Regions from separate parts of the Anas platyrhynchos genome. Here region 2 is linked to region 1. Evidence: chromatin contacts called from public Hi-C data. All regions are on one chromosome and are shown on one strand. Each heading gives the region's core, a stretch centred on a gene start, on an enhancer-like site or on the middle of the called end of the contact. The rest is flanking DNA. Distances are from core to core; before and after follow the strand shown. Region 1 holds the start of PITX3 (paired like homeodomain 3). Region 2 overlaps GBF1 (golgi brefeldin A resistant guanine nucleotide exchange factor 1).

The links. A called contact is a pair of places that touch in the nucleus more often than the background predicts.
Region 2: a Hi-C map of small yellow follicle shows a contact between it and region 1, with 2.6 times the contacts expected there. The contact joins the enhancer-like site here to the promoter of PITX3 in region 1. A contact is called at or near these places in 3 of 8 Hi-C or Micro-C datasets (F5 follicle, skeletal muscle and small yellow follicle).

The regions. Positions count from the first base shown.
Region 1 is chr6:20,644,988-20,652,276 of IASCAAS_PekinDuck_T2T, reverse strand. PITX3 (paired like homeodomain 3) reads left to right here and starts at 2,407. Exons shown (of 4, transcript XM_038181179.2): 1 at 2,407-2,700. It overlaps LOC110353766 (a long non-coding RNA gene), which reads right to left and starts at 1,942. Exons shown (of 2, transcript XR_003498051.3): 1 at 548-1,942.
Region 2 is chr6:20,702,806-20,709,627 of IASCAAS_PekinDuck_T2T, reverse strand. The region is part of intron 3 of GBF1 (golgi brefeldin A resistant guanine nucleotide exchange factor 1); the gene reads right to left. Among named protein-coding and RNA genes, the nearest start is that of GBF1, 52 kb to the right of the region's middle. Within about 2 kb of position 5,112, at least 4 of the 8 cell types and tissues checked have an H3K27ac peak or open chromatin away from gene starts, as enhancers often do. A contact at or near this core is called in F5 follicle and small yellow follicle, where this site is marked.

The DNA of each region.
Region 1 (7,289 bases), core at 1,158-3,657:
CTGAACGCAGTTGTTCTCAGCAGCTGCTCCTTTCCAGAGCAAGCTCAGGTAGAGGCTAGCCCACAGCCAGCTGAAGTCTCTCCAAATGGAAACTGATGTTCTGCATCTGGTGCAATCTGCACTCAGGCCAGGACCTACAACTGAAGCAACAGAGCTAAACTGAGAGACTTGAGAATACTGAAATCCTTCTCTGGAAACTCTGCAGAGCACAACACTGAAGCTGCAGAGCAGTCCCATTGGGCTGAAACATCCTCCCGGCTGTTCTACCTTCCCCATGTCTCAGGAGTGCTCCTGCATTTCCCCGTGACGTGAAGCTCTGCAGACAAACATCCCGATGTAACATTTCCCATTGTCTCTGCTTGGCCACGAGAAGCCATGCCTTTTTGGCAGGAGCAGCCTGACCTCAGTCAGTCCTATCTTCGTCACCTCTTGGCTAGGCTACGGCTATGTGATACACCTGGGCACGAAGCCCACAACACTGGCAAATAGCAGCTAGAAGAGCATGCAGCAGTGGGAGCCCTGGCCACCACGAACGCATCAAACCCACCCTCCGCTCCCCGTGCCACCTATCCCAGGAGGCAAAGCCATATTCAAGTCTCACTCCTGATCTTCAAAGCATCTGAGGGCATGGCACCAGCGTGGCTAAAAGATTAGTTAAGACACAAAGGTGGAAACCACAGTCAACAATCAACAACTCCACCACCCTCCAGGTGCAGCAGAATGGCTGAATTTGGCTGTGGCAGAGACGGAGTTTTCTTAGAGAACAAACTCCTCCTGGCTGGTAAAAAGTAGAGTATGTCTAATGTGCTGAGTAATTCCCTCCTTTTGCACATCCCATCTCTCTGCCAAGATGTGAGTCAGGTTTGCTCTGGGTTTTGTTTGCTTTTGCTTTTTTTTTTTTTTTCCTCCTTCTATTTTCTAATTAACACAAAGTAGTAACATCTGTCTCCTGAACCCAGGTGAAGTTCTTGGTCTCTTCTGCAGCAGCGAATCCTCCAGCTGGCAAGACAAGATGAACTACCGCTAAGTCTTGGCACCAAGCACAAGGGCTGCTACTACATTTCAACAGCAAATGCTAGAGCCCTCCCTCCCAAAGAGACCATTCATGCAACAGGGCGGTTGCAAGGAGGTTGTCCTAGTGAAAGCCTCCCACTTCAGCTCCCCAGATCCTCTAATCCAGCAGTCTTCGTGCTGCACTTCACTGGGAGCAAGCTTGTGACATGGTGCCGCTTCTTATTTCCAGTTGCCTGAAGGAAATAGCTAAAAATACCTTTGCTTCATTACTACTTTAAAGCATAAGCACTAATTGTATTTGCTGCAGGCTACGCACGGGGAAAGGTCTGGAGGGGAAGGCAGGCAGTTCAAAGCACCACCCTCCATTGCCGCAGCCCGGGAGCTGGGTTTTCAGCTTCCCTGAGGCACGTGGTGATAGGGATGGACTGTCCCGGGAAAGTGCTAATGCTGCCGTGCTGCGCCTGCTTCTCCTGATGGAGAGGAGCCTGTGCCGGGATGGGTTAAAGTCGGGGATGGGAAAAGCTGTGCTCTCGTTTGCTGTCACTTCTGGCAGGCCAAAAGCAGCAGGGCAGACACAAACCTCAGAGTGCCACCCTTATAAAAACACGGTAATTTCTCACGAGCATGTCAGCATTGCCAGCTCTTCTCAAACTCTCCACACTTCTACTGAATTAACGTGTTTGTGTGTGGTTCTGAACCATAATTTGTAACGCCCGTGTCTGCTTAACCCCTCCTGATATCCTGTGCCGCTTTGCCCGCGCTTGCCCTCCATACATCACATCCATACAGCTCGTAAATCACCGGGGTTAACATCCCCTAAGCTCCAGAACACGTCGGGGGGAGAGCCCGCGGGGACCTTTGGCACCATAAACCGGCGGCACGCTGCCAGGGAAATGACCCCGAGGAAACCCCGGGGCCCGACGGCGGGGCCGAGCCCGCTCCAGCTCCTGCAGGATCCCGGCAGGGAGAGGAGCCGCCTGCCCCGAGCCTCAGCCCCGACGGCGGGGCGGAGATCCCGGGGCGGACACCTCGGGGCCGGAGCCGTCGGTGCCCGGCGGTGGGGCGGACGGGAGGCACGGGGCCGGCGAGCTGCGGAGCGGAGCGGGCAGGGCACGGCCCGGAGCAGCGCCCGGTGCCGGTGCCGGTGCCGTGCCCGTGCCCCCGACGGCGCCGCCGCTCCCCCGGCCCTGGCGCGGCGCCGACGGCGGCAGCACCCGCGCTGCCGGGACGGGGCGTGGCCAACGCGGGCCGGGCGAGGCCCGCCGCGCGCCTCAGCCAATCCGCGAGCCGGGGCGCGGCGGGATGCAAATGAGGCGCGCTGCGATTGGTCGCGCCGGGCTGGAGGGCGGGGCGCGGGGCGGGGGCGGGGCGGGCGGCGCTGGACGGGGCGGGCGGCGGCGGTCGCGCAGCTGGAATGGGGCGGGCGGGAGCGGGGCGCCCGGTGCAGCTGGCGGGGGGCGCCGGCCGGCCGCCATAAAGTGAATGGCCGGGGTGAATGGCAGGCAGTCGGCCGGCGCCCTCCCCGTGAGCCGCGGGCCGGCAGCGAGGCGCCGAGTGCCCGCCCAGCCCCGGGATTTACTCGCCGACGGCGGCGGAGCAGCCCGGGCGGCGGGGCGGGGGGCAGCAGCTTCGCCCCGCTCGCAGGACTGAGGCCGCCCAGCAGCCGAGCCCGCGCCTGGAGCCGCCGTAAGTGCCCCTCCCGGCCCCGCTTCCTCCCCCCGCTCCCCGCCGAAACCGGCGGCGGAGCCAGAGCATCCCCGGCGGGGCGGCTCGGGGCGCTCCGCCCGGCTCCGCGGGCTCGGCAACCCCATCCCGGCACCCCCGGGGGCGGCGGGCGCACCGGGAGCTGCCCCGAGCTCCGGCAGCGGCCCCGGGCTCCGTGCGCGGTGGAGCTGCTCCCCGGGCCGCCCGCCGCCGGAGCGCCGCAGCCCCGGCCGCCCCCTCGGGGCCGCCGCGGGCCCCTCCCGGAGCGCCTGGCGGTTGCTAAACTTAGGCATTTTCCACTCGGGAGAGCGGGGCAGGGGCTGTTTAAATTAGCCGGGGCTCGCCGTAAATAACGGGCTGCCGGATCGGCTGTCTGCAGGGTCCGGGGGAGCGGGGAGACACCGCCTGGGAAAAGGAAGGCGGCCCGACGGCTTCTGGACAGCTGGATAAATGATATTTATGTAACGGGCTGCCGCCTGTTTACAGCGCGGCCGACCTCCCTGCAGCTCCGGGGAGAGGGCGAGCCCGGCCCCCGCCGACGGGGCGAACCTGCCCCGGGCTGCCGGGGGCTCCCGGGGGCCGTCGCCGCCGGGGGTCCCGACCGGGAGCGAGAGAGCCGGCCGGCCCCCGGGGGGAGGCTCCGGGCAGAGCCGGCTGTCGGGCTCCGGCCGCGGGCAGGCAGCGGAGCGGCGCCCCGGAGCTCTCTGGGCGGCGGGGGGAGAGCCGGGGGGGCTGCGCTGCAGCTGCTGGAGCCGGCTCGGGGGGGCGGCGGGGCCCCGGGCCGGTGCCGCCGAGGGGGGCACACCTGTCGGCCCGGAGCCCCCGGACAGCTGAGCGGGACGGGCTGGGACGGGCGGCCCCCCCCCCCCGGCTCCGCACTCCGCTCCCAGCCGGCTCGGCTCGGCGGGGGAGGCTGTGGGGGTGCGGGAGCGAGCCCCCGGCCGCAGCGCCCCGGGGATGCGCCCACCTCGGTGTTCCCCAGCCGGATCGGGGGGTCCCGCTCTGTGCCCTGCGGGGTGCCCGGCTGGGGTGGCTTCGTGCCCTCCGCCAGTTGGAGGGATGCTGAACGCAGCAGTTTAGGAAGGGGGCTCTCGGGAGCGTGCCCCGTGTTCCTGTCCCAGCTTCCAAAGGAGGAAAAAGGACGGCGTTTTTGGCGATGGCACCGGGGTCTCCCCGAGCCCCCCGCTCCCGTGGCGTGCCGGTGAGCCGGAGGGATGGGTGTTTGCTCAGGCGTCGGTCATGCCTTGCTGTGAGGGACAAAGAGCTGCCTGCTGGCTCCAGAGGGACCAGCAGGGCACGGGAGCTGCTCTCAGGCTCCACAAATGTTTGCAGAAACGGGGCAGGGTTTGGTTTTCGTTAGCAAATGGCCGCAGCATGCCCGGTGCTCCCTATCGAGAGCCCTCGCAGGAGATGGCTGTCCCTGGTGTCCCGGAGGGGGCTGTGGGCAAGGGCAGTGTTTTTCCTCGTGTTACTGGGATTGCACAAGACCTGCAGGCTGGGCTCTCCCCATGAAACCCACCTACGTCCCGGTAACTGAGCGCTCCTGCACTGGTTTAAAAGTGTTGCATTTCTCAAAGGGCTTAATTCAGGCAATTATTAGAGCTAAAAACTTCCACTGAATTGCCAAGTGTTGGTTTGTGTACCCTGTGGGGAGTCGGCAAAAAGAGCGGCATCTTTTCTATCGTCAGATGCTACCCAAAACCCCGAGATTGAGAGGTGAGGCTGACTTTGGAGACTGCCAAAAAGAAAAAGCCAGAAACCCGATCTAGGAGACAGCTCCAAAAGGAAGATGAGATGAGCCGGGGACATGAGTTCTGTCTCGTGACCTGGCACATGTGCCCTGGCTCTGGGGACAGGGGAGGTCCTGGGCTGGGAATGAAGTCCCCCGTGGGGATCGCTGGTGGCCTCACACCATGCGCCCCGCTTCGGGAAGGCAGCGGGATGAGGCTGCAGGGTCGGGAGCAGGAGGCTGCAGCATCTCTGCACGGGCTCGGCGGTTATCTGGCCATTTGAGCATGGGACCTTGCTGTTTGCTCAGGGCCTGGCTGCAGGGGGGAGGTCCCCACTTGTCACGGGATGCTGGGGTCCGAGGACACCGAGCTGAGCCAGGCCTGGGACCTGGCTTTTGGCAGGGGGCACGGGGAGCACGGTGCTGGGCTACCATCAGCTTGCCCTCTGCCTCCACTGACCAGCATCACAGTCAGCCTCAGGGCTGGGGGAAAAAACATCTCTGGTCAGCACGGGGCTGAAGCAGGGCTGGGGGCTTCAGGCAGCCGGAGAAAGGATTTGCGAGGCCAGCCTCGCCGCACCGCGCCTCCCCTTTGTGTGCCGCTCCCCGCGCCCCTGCCCTCCCGCCCGGCTCACCTCTGAATATTAATGCCTCTGGCAGATTGGATAATAATGTGACTGGGAATTGAATGAAGCTGGTTATTAGCTCTTGGCTTCCGTGGGGCATTTAAGGCAGCCCGCAGGCTGCTGCTGGAGGCGCAGCGGGACGGAGCGCAGAGCAGGGCGCTCCTGCGGCAGGGCTTGGCTCGGCCCCCCTGGCCCAGGGCTGGTACTGCTGCGGGGTCATCGGAGACAGCCCCGCTGGTTTTCAGTGTGGGCAACAACCAAATCCCGAGTCCTTCTGGGGAAGGAACCAGGAGAGCTAGCTGGATGGAGGCTGAGAAGCGTTTCCATTATGATTAGGCTTTAAATAGAGATACGGAGCTGGGGAGGGAAGCCCCCTCCTCTGCTGTCCCCACCAGTTTCAGGGTGTTGCCCAGCAGGCTGGGGAAGAGGCTGGTCCCCCACATGCTGAGCAGGAAATTTCCTGCTGATTTGATGGGAACAAGTTTGAGCTCGGAGTGCCCATTTTTGACAAACTGCACCTTCTGGTCTTTCCTCGTGAGCCTTCCTGCAGGCGGGTTGCTGGATGATTTAGCAGGAGGGAACGTTACCCACCTTGCAGAGGGGAAGCAGAACTGCCCTGCCCAGCAGCCCAGCACAGAGCCAGAAATGCTGCCTCTGTCCCCTGACCCTCCTTGCGATGCTCTCTGTCTCCCAAAGCACGGCTCTGCCAGAAATTAAACATTTGCACCCTTTTTCTCCGTGCACAAGAGTAGGGAAAGCATAGCTAAAAGTGCAGAAGCTGCTATTAATTTCACACATCTGATTTTTCAGCCATTCAAAGCATTCAGGAATGCATTGATGGTTCTGTAGCTACTCGTGATCTCAGCTGAAGCAGACCTGGGGTGCTGCATTTGTCCCATTCAACCCCTAAATCACAGTCGGAGCTCCCATGAGTGAGACACCTGTCTGCGAACCCCAATTTCCCCAGCAAACAACTTCAACCATCCCAAAGCCTGAGAGCCGGTCCCGCAGACCACTTCTATTAAATAAATGCATTAAGTAGACGCCTCTATTTGCTGCTAGCAGGGCTTCGGGGGGACGGCGTGGGCTGGGAGGCTCAGCCCCAGCAGAGCTGCCTGCAGAAATGCAAAGAGCACAAGGATGAACCGAAAGGCATCGTCGGCGAGTCCGCGGTGACTCCAGCCTTCCTCCCCCTCCATCCTGCCTCCCATCTCCCTTCCAGCAGCGGTGGCCCCAGCCTCGCCGCCCTCCCTGCCCCTTCTCAGGGTGCTGTTTCTGCAAGGCTAATTTTTAAGAAGTGCTTATAATAACTGACCAGAGAGAAGCACGAGAGCTTAACCATAAATCAAGCTGACCTGTCTGCGTGTGGACATTTTTATTTACTTGTCTTTCTGAAAAACAAATAAACAGAGAATGCCTCCCAAATAAACCAGCTCCCCACTTAGATTTGAACATACTTTAAAAGAAATCTCTTTTGTTTTAGCCATTTTTATTTCCTGTTTGTTTCTGAGCTTAGACTTGACAATGAAAACCACATGAAATTCCCTTTTTGTTCCATCAGTTTTATTTTTGGTGCCACAATATCCAAAACTTCCAGTTCTACAAGCTTTTTTCTTTTTTTTTTTTTTTTGAGATGCGCATTTATTGCACGGTTATTTTTTAAAGTAAATTTGTGGATTTTTTCCACCAAAAAAAAAAAAAGAGGAAAATTGTTTAGAGAGCTGGATCTGTGGTGATAATTTTAAAAAATAAATAAATAAAAATCTTGGATGTAAGAGATATATGTTGAGCCATAAAAGTCAGGCTGGGTGCGGAGCTGTACTTAACCAGGGAGAAATTTCACGGGCAAAGCGCCGAGCGGTGCGTACTTGTGCGTCCTGCTCAGAAGGGGTTTTCAGCACGATTTTAGTATCGGTGCGGAGAAGCCAGTGCAGGAGCTCATCCGTGGTCGGGGGAGAGGGGTTGCTGGGGTGTTTGGCACACTGCGACCAGTGCCGGGCTGTCCTCGGTGGGGTTTGGGGCTGGGGCTGCCGAGGCGCCTCTCCGTGTCCCCGCAGCGGTCGGGCCGAGGGGCTGCGACCCGAGCTGCTTCCAGAGCGCTGGCTTCCCTCTGCCCCGGCCCTTTTTTCTCTGAACCACTTTGATGGGATTGCCCGAGGGCCAGGCTGAATGAGTAATTATGGATCTGCAGCTTTCTTCATTACCCACCCAAAATG
Region 2 (6,822 bases), core at 3,863-6,362, 55 kb before region 1:
TTCTCAGCTTAGGTACCTACTTGCACCTCTACAATAAAACCTCCAAGCTTGATCTCAGCCTAAGATATCACAAGAGGAAAAAAGGAACAAGGGTCCACAAGGAGATCAGAAGTTCACTAGGGATCCCTACATGCAGCCTTCCTTTTCAATCCATTCAAAGCTAGGAAAAATATGTTAAAACAAGATCTAGCCTTACATGAAGAGCCTGAGCTGTGTTAGGGACTGGCAGGAAAGTCCTTCCTATTCTTTTCACCCATGATCCACAGGCTCCTTCAATGAAATTGCAGGGAAGCCAGAGACCAGCACCAAAAGTGCACCCAAGAGAAGTTCAGCTAGCCCGAAGCAGTACACGGAGACTGAAAAGCAGGGAAAGAATATCTTAAGTAGCATATCAGAAAGCCAACTCCAGGGCTGGCGATTTTAATATGAGAACGGAATTCTGCTGAGACCACAGAGCTCTCCTTCACTCATCCTATGGATTATTTGCGCTTAGACACACATGTCTATAAAGATATTTAAACAACTAATTCATGTTTAAGCACCTAGCTCCCATTTCAGCAATCCCATCCAGCCGTTCTGGCACTTCAGCAAACAAGCGTTATCAGACCCCTGGTGTCCCCTCTCTCCTGAAGTACAGGAGCAGGTCCCTCTCGGAAGCAGTTTCTTATTGTTAGCACACTGTTGGCACATTCCTGATGTAAAACGCTCACATAAGCTGCTTTCTCTGGCAGTTCAACTCTTCACTCCTGAATGACTCTTATCAGGATCGGCTATGCGTTCCGAATCAGAGTAAATGAACGAGAAAAAATTGTTTATGACAAGTTATTTCAACATCATTTGTCCCCAGGACAGGCAACTGCAACCCAAACCACATGACCTGGACTCCTCTGATGCAGCAGCTGTTGGCCTTTGACGCTCAGCCTTCAGGAAGGCTGTTTGCATTTTATCCCACGCACCCTCCAAAGCAGGCGAGCTCAGACAAGAACGATGCCTTACCGTGTGCTATTACCTTCCCTGCTTATGCACCGAATTGTACGAAAAGCAGGCATTCTCTTCTTAAGATGAGAAAAAGACAAAAATAACACCATAACAAAGAAGTCCAGCTCTTTAGGACTCCTGCCTAGGAGCTCTATGAATTTATGCCATGGAAAATAGAGGCAGCAGCAAGCACTTCCTGGCTCACCATCAAAAATACTTTCTGCAAACATCGCCCTTCTGGTCTATGCAACACTATATGAGACTTACTCTTGATTCACCCATAAAAAACACCAAACCTTTTTGTCTTTTCACCCAAAGGTGAGAAATTCCTGCAGTCTCCAAGTAGGAGAGGGAAGTAAAGTTACAAGGAAAAAGGACAGAATTAGACTTGCCCTTTAAAACCACCCGAAAGCATTCAGCAGCCATACTTTTTGGGGTTTCAAAAAACATTTCCGAAGTCTGCCTGTTGGAATAAGTAACGGCTCATTCTCACTCAGATCCAAATGCAGGACCACATGGCAAGGACAATTAGTTAATTTAGAGATTAACAAATCTAGCAAAAAGAACTACAGTAACTTGTCCCTTTCTAAAACTCTGCATTGCTTGAATTTGTTGAATAAATGCGGCAGCAGCCCCAGAGCGATATATGCATATTGGTTCTAGGTCCCTTGGCAAAACTACAATTTCATCAGCTCCACAGCTGATGAATGGAGGAGGCACACGTTTCACCACTCTGAAAACAAATTCTGCCCACTGACTGGTCACACATGCCATTCTGCACCTGCAATGAAAGACATGCCCTGACTTCTTCCAGCTAGGAAGTTTAGTCCAACATTTAACTCCGGTTACCCTTCATTAATTGGCAGATAGTCAGCAAGTGTAAAAAGAGCTAAACTAGATGATCCACACTAATTGGTGCCTGGGCTTATGTTCCCCTCTTCACAGGCCTGGTATATAATCAGGGTTTCAGTGTAAAGACACCTCTGTCCCATCTTCCAACAAGGGCAGGGGGGCTGTTGTTGTTTTGGTCTATTTTTTTCTTGCAAGGTCTAGACCAGCCATTGCAACGCGGCATTTAGATTAGGATGAAGCATTTTTCTGAAGAATTTCTCATCTGAGAGAAGAACGGGTCGCTACTTACACAACCTGACCTAGTAGCTAATACAGTCTGAGAAATCTATAGCCCCGCTTCCTGAACCTAACGATGACCAAGTCTACCACGCTCAGTGCATCAGAAGGGGTCATCAGAAGGAGCAGCCACCTGGCATTTCCTACAGGTCCTCACCGTAACGTCCCCATGAAGCTCCGAGTGCAGGAGATAACTGCATTCGACGCCTGCCCAGGCTGACAGCTCAGGAGAAGCCGAGGGGCTGGGAGCTTACATCCTCATTTCCAGACCATAGAAATATTACAGTCTATTTTAAAAGACTGAGGGGATTGTGCACAGCAGCACACAAGCTCACCATGGGGGTGTGTGGAAACAAGCGTTGTGCATCTCTGAAATCAATTCTTCACCACAGTAAGCGCTACCAAAAATTTTATTTATGACAGACGTAAATATAGATCCAAAATTAAGGATATTCAACCCAATGGAACAGCAGTGAGAATAAATTACAATCCTTTTCAGTGTGCCTGTAAAATACACTCTTCAAACCTAATTCTCTGTGAATTAAAATGGTCACTCAGGGGCCCAGGCCCACCATACCAAGAGGGAAACAGTGCCATTCACAGGCACACATGAATGCAAGGCTAGGATTACAAATGCAGTTTGACAGGGGGAACCCAGAGCTGTCAAGTCTGTTCTGTTTGCCTAATTTCATTACAATGGCACAAATGCTTTCATTTGTCACACTCCAGCTTCATGTGTTTATCTCCCTTTCATTAAACATGACTTTAACAAATGATTGTTCCATAGTGCCAAGATCTCAAGAGCCCCTCAGAATTGAGATTTTATTTGGGGGAAGGATGACAGAATGCATACTGAGCATTTGGCAGTCTTGATAGCCTCTGGTCAGGGTGGCATAAATTCAACTGAAATGTTGTCTCCTATAGGAATTATTTACATCTACCAGCAAAGCGGGAGCACTGACAGTCCCACCAGCATTAGCCATTAGTTATCAGGGTTTTCATCTGATGCCACGCTTCAAATTCAGCTGTTCTGACTGCCCATTAAAAATCCCTGGACATTTTTTTTTCCATAAGCAGGTACTTGCTGTAGTATCCTCAGCCAAAATTACACTGAAAATTCCAGCTGTGTCTCTGCTGTTATTTCAAGTGCTTTTCACCCAGCCGTTGTGTTCTACTCCAGAGGGAGACACGCTTCAGTGATATTATGAGAAGTAGAAGATGCTCACTTCATTCACAAGGAAAACAAATGCCATCAACAGGAAGCATCACAAAGCACAAGCTTTTGTGATTTGTATCCAGATAGACTTAAAGTACAGAAGAAAAAAAAGATTTGGGATGAATTCTGAGCCCAACACAACTGTTCAGTTTTCTTGAGTTTTTATCAGCAGTCAGATTGCTGAGCGCAGAAATTAAGTTGTTGGAGTAGCAGTTTATTTCAAAAGTTAAAGTTGGAAGAATTTATTTAATTCTGCTCTCATTTCCTAGCACTGAAGAGATTGCAGAGATTAGAATAATTGTACTTGACAAACTTTTTTCAGAGCTGTAGTTGATACATATTAGAGGCATGAACTGAGGGGTAATTTGGCATCGTGAGGCTGAAGGTCACTGGGAGAAGGCCTTGCTACAAATCTTAGAATGGTTCAGTCTGTGACCTGAATACCTCTGGAAGAACAATGATTATTCTGATGAAAGCAAACAAATCAATTATCCTGTACTATATAGTGCAAACCTATTGTTCCCATATTGGTCTCCCTAAGGCTGTTTAGAGCCCACCTACCTTAGTGGGATTTCAATGCTCATCCACACTTGTTTTTCAGAAACTTTTCCTCCTCCATCATAGCAGAAGATAAGTGCTAGAGAAACACCTGATTACACGAGCACATTCCAGAGAAAGATTAAACACATAGTTTGTAAAGCCACATATACAAATTCAGAAGTACTTAAACTTTGATCTCATCTGTAGAGAGACTGACTGCTCTCTGGGAAAGGAGACGAGCGGACACCACTGAGCTGACCCTCTGAAAGGTTCTGGAACACACCACGACTTTTGTCTTTTTTTCAAAGACAGATGCAAGCTCTAAATTCATAGGGCCTATTGTAAAGGCACTCCAGTAAACTGAATGCTTCAATAGCTCTACAAAAACTGATGTGAGATCCTATACATTTCTAAAGGGTTTTCTCCCATAGGTGAAAGTTATTCAATACAAAGCCCTAAACAACTTTCAGAGAAGAAAAATCAAGTTTCACATAAACCTCTAAGGAAAAAGCCTTTCAGTAAGCTAAATCTCAATTAATTTCACAGGTAGCTGGAAGTTTAACTTTTTCTTTTCTTTTTAAACAAAAGAAAACTCTCATAGCAGTCGAATGAGAAGGCCAAGAAGCAACAAAACCAGTATTTTTTTTTAAAGGACTTACACTCATTGCAGCAGTTTTCCGTGTAACGTTTTTGGTAGAAGACAGTACTGCAGCACCAACAACTCACCAGATCTCTGTGAAGGAACACCCCAGTGCTTATAACAGCTTTTGGGATCTGAAAAATATACTAATCCCTACACAAAGTTCCTCATTTCTTTTACGAGGCTCAGCATAGCTCTGGTTGCAGGTACGCAGCAAAGCTCTTCAACTGGTAACTGAAGGCAGTGTCAGTTGCATGCCAAGTTCTCCCCCTGAAGGGAAAGCTTTCCCTGTGGGAGAACAGCACTACAGCTGGAAATCACCAACACCTACACACTCTTCCAGCTTCACCTCTGGGTCTGTGTACTTCGGTGTCCTGGCAGCCGGTTTGAAGGGAAGCTATTTTTACAAGCAGATTACACTGCAGCTAAAAGAAACAAGACAATACAAGTGTGGATGCAAGAAAAACATTCCTCCACAATTTGGTAGGATCAGCAAAGATGTAGAAAATCAGCACTGCCCATTTATTTATCATTCACTTAAGTTGTTGCTGGTATCTGGTGTCCTTCCACACTGCTGACATGGAAAACAACTGTGTTTATGGACTTGCACCTCGCTCAAATATTTTGGAATGAAATACAGCACAAAATACCAAATTCAAGGTTTGTTTTCTTAAGACTACACCACTGTTTATCTTTTTTTTTTTAAAAAAAAAAGCATGAGAATAAGCAAATCATTCTTCTATTGATAAATAGCAGTCAAGGATTCATAAAAGTTCACTGCACTGCATAAGGTACACTGTCTTCCCGCATAGGAAACAACCATCTTTACTACTGCTCTAGGATCAAAGTTACCAAACCTAGCCCACAGCAGCTTCCCAGCAGCTGCTTGGGTAAATCCCAGACCAAGAACTTCCTACTCCTTCCGAAGAACAGCCAGTATTCATCAGTAAGTATGCAGCTCCCATTACTGCACTGGGGGAAAAAGAAGTATTGTGTTATAAACGGAACTTTAAAAAAATCTGTAATGAAACATCTGCATATCCTGACAAAGGTACATCAGCGAAATGCAGGTGATCTTCACCTTTCATGTCTGTTTAGAACCGGCTGAAATTGCTTCAAAAGATTTCTTACAAAAAATCAACACATGCACGACACAAACCACTTCTCGTGATAAACCTGCACCCGCTCTGAGCTTCAGCACCCACGGGCAGTCCTCAAACGCAGAGACACTCGACTAAATGAAATTACTAAATCAAACTAAAGCAAAGCAAAAAGCAGTCATCCCATGACAAACTCATCTGCCCTTGACCAAACACTGATAGTTATTGATCTTGCTGCCGTTGTGAATTAGGGCCAGGTTTCCCAAGGTTCCCTCCTAATACGAGACAGGCAGCACGGCCACTCTAACAAGGCCGACCAGGCTAAATGAAACCTACGGGGAATTGCATCGCGCACAGCCAAGTCCAGAGGATGGACTGATCCGTCCATCTTCCTGACAGCACAACTTTGATGTGTGTCAAGTTTAAGCACTCTTTTTCCTCTCTAAAAGAAATTGGCACATGTCGAAGGAAGAGCAATTAGGTTGTGACACTCGGCAGCACCCTGCTCAGGCGCTGTTCTTGCCCCGCCATATTATTTTACACGTCTCGCACGGTACCAGGCCCAAACTAAGCAGGCAATTTAAAAGCCCAGGAGAAATTAAAACTTTCTTCCCCGGTATTTTAAAGCACAGTAATTCTCCACAGCCTTGTGTGTCTACCACGCTATGAATAGCTTTCTCATTGCAAATTCACCCTGTTGTGCAAAGGAAAGCTTCGCTATTTCTGGAAGGCTGGAAAAAGGAATTGCAGTGTTATCATCAATTAGCTGTCTGGACGTTACCCTGTTCTGCTTACCTCTTCCTCCAGGGAAGCCAATGAGTGACAAGGGGAAAAATTAAAAGGAAATCAAAGAACAAATTCCAAAAAAGCTAAGACATTTCATGTGTTGCCAGAGAACCTAAAAAGTATCAGTGAGACAGACAACATCCAAAGGAGCGAAATGAAGAAAGGTCTGATGGCCCAAGAGGAAAGAGAATGTTTTAATAAGAAAAACCTCTCCAAGGTTATTGTGCCCCGCTGTTATGATTTACACAAATTCTTCTGTTTGACCTGAACCAATCTCAGAGTCATTGTGCTACAACCCAATATTGCCAGAAAGTAAAATTTACAAGTGCTAATGGTAAAACACAGATGCCCAGAGCTCAAGTACCAATACCCTGAGTTACCAGAAATGCAAAACAGAAGCCTCAGGGGAGCAGGCTGCCAGATCTTGGGAGTAT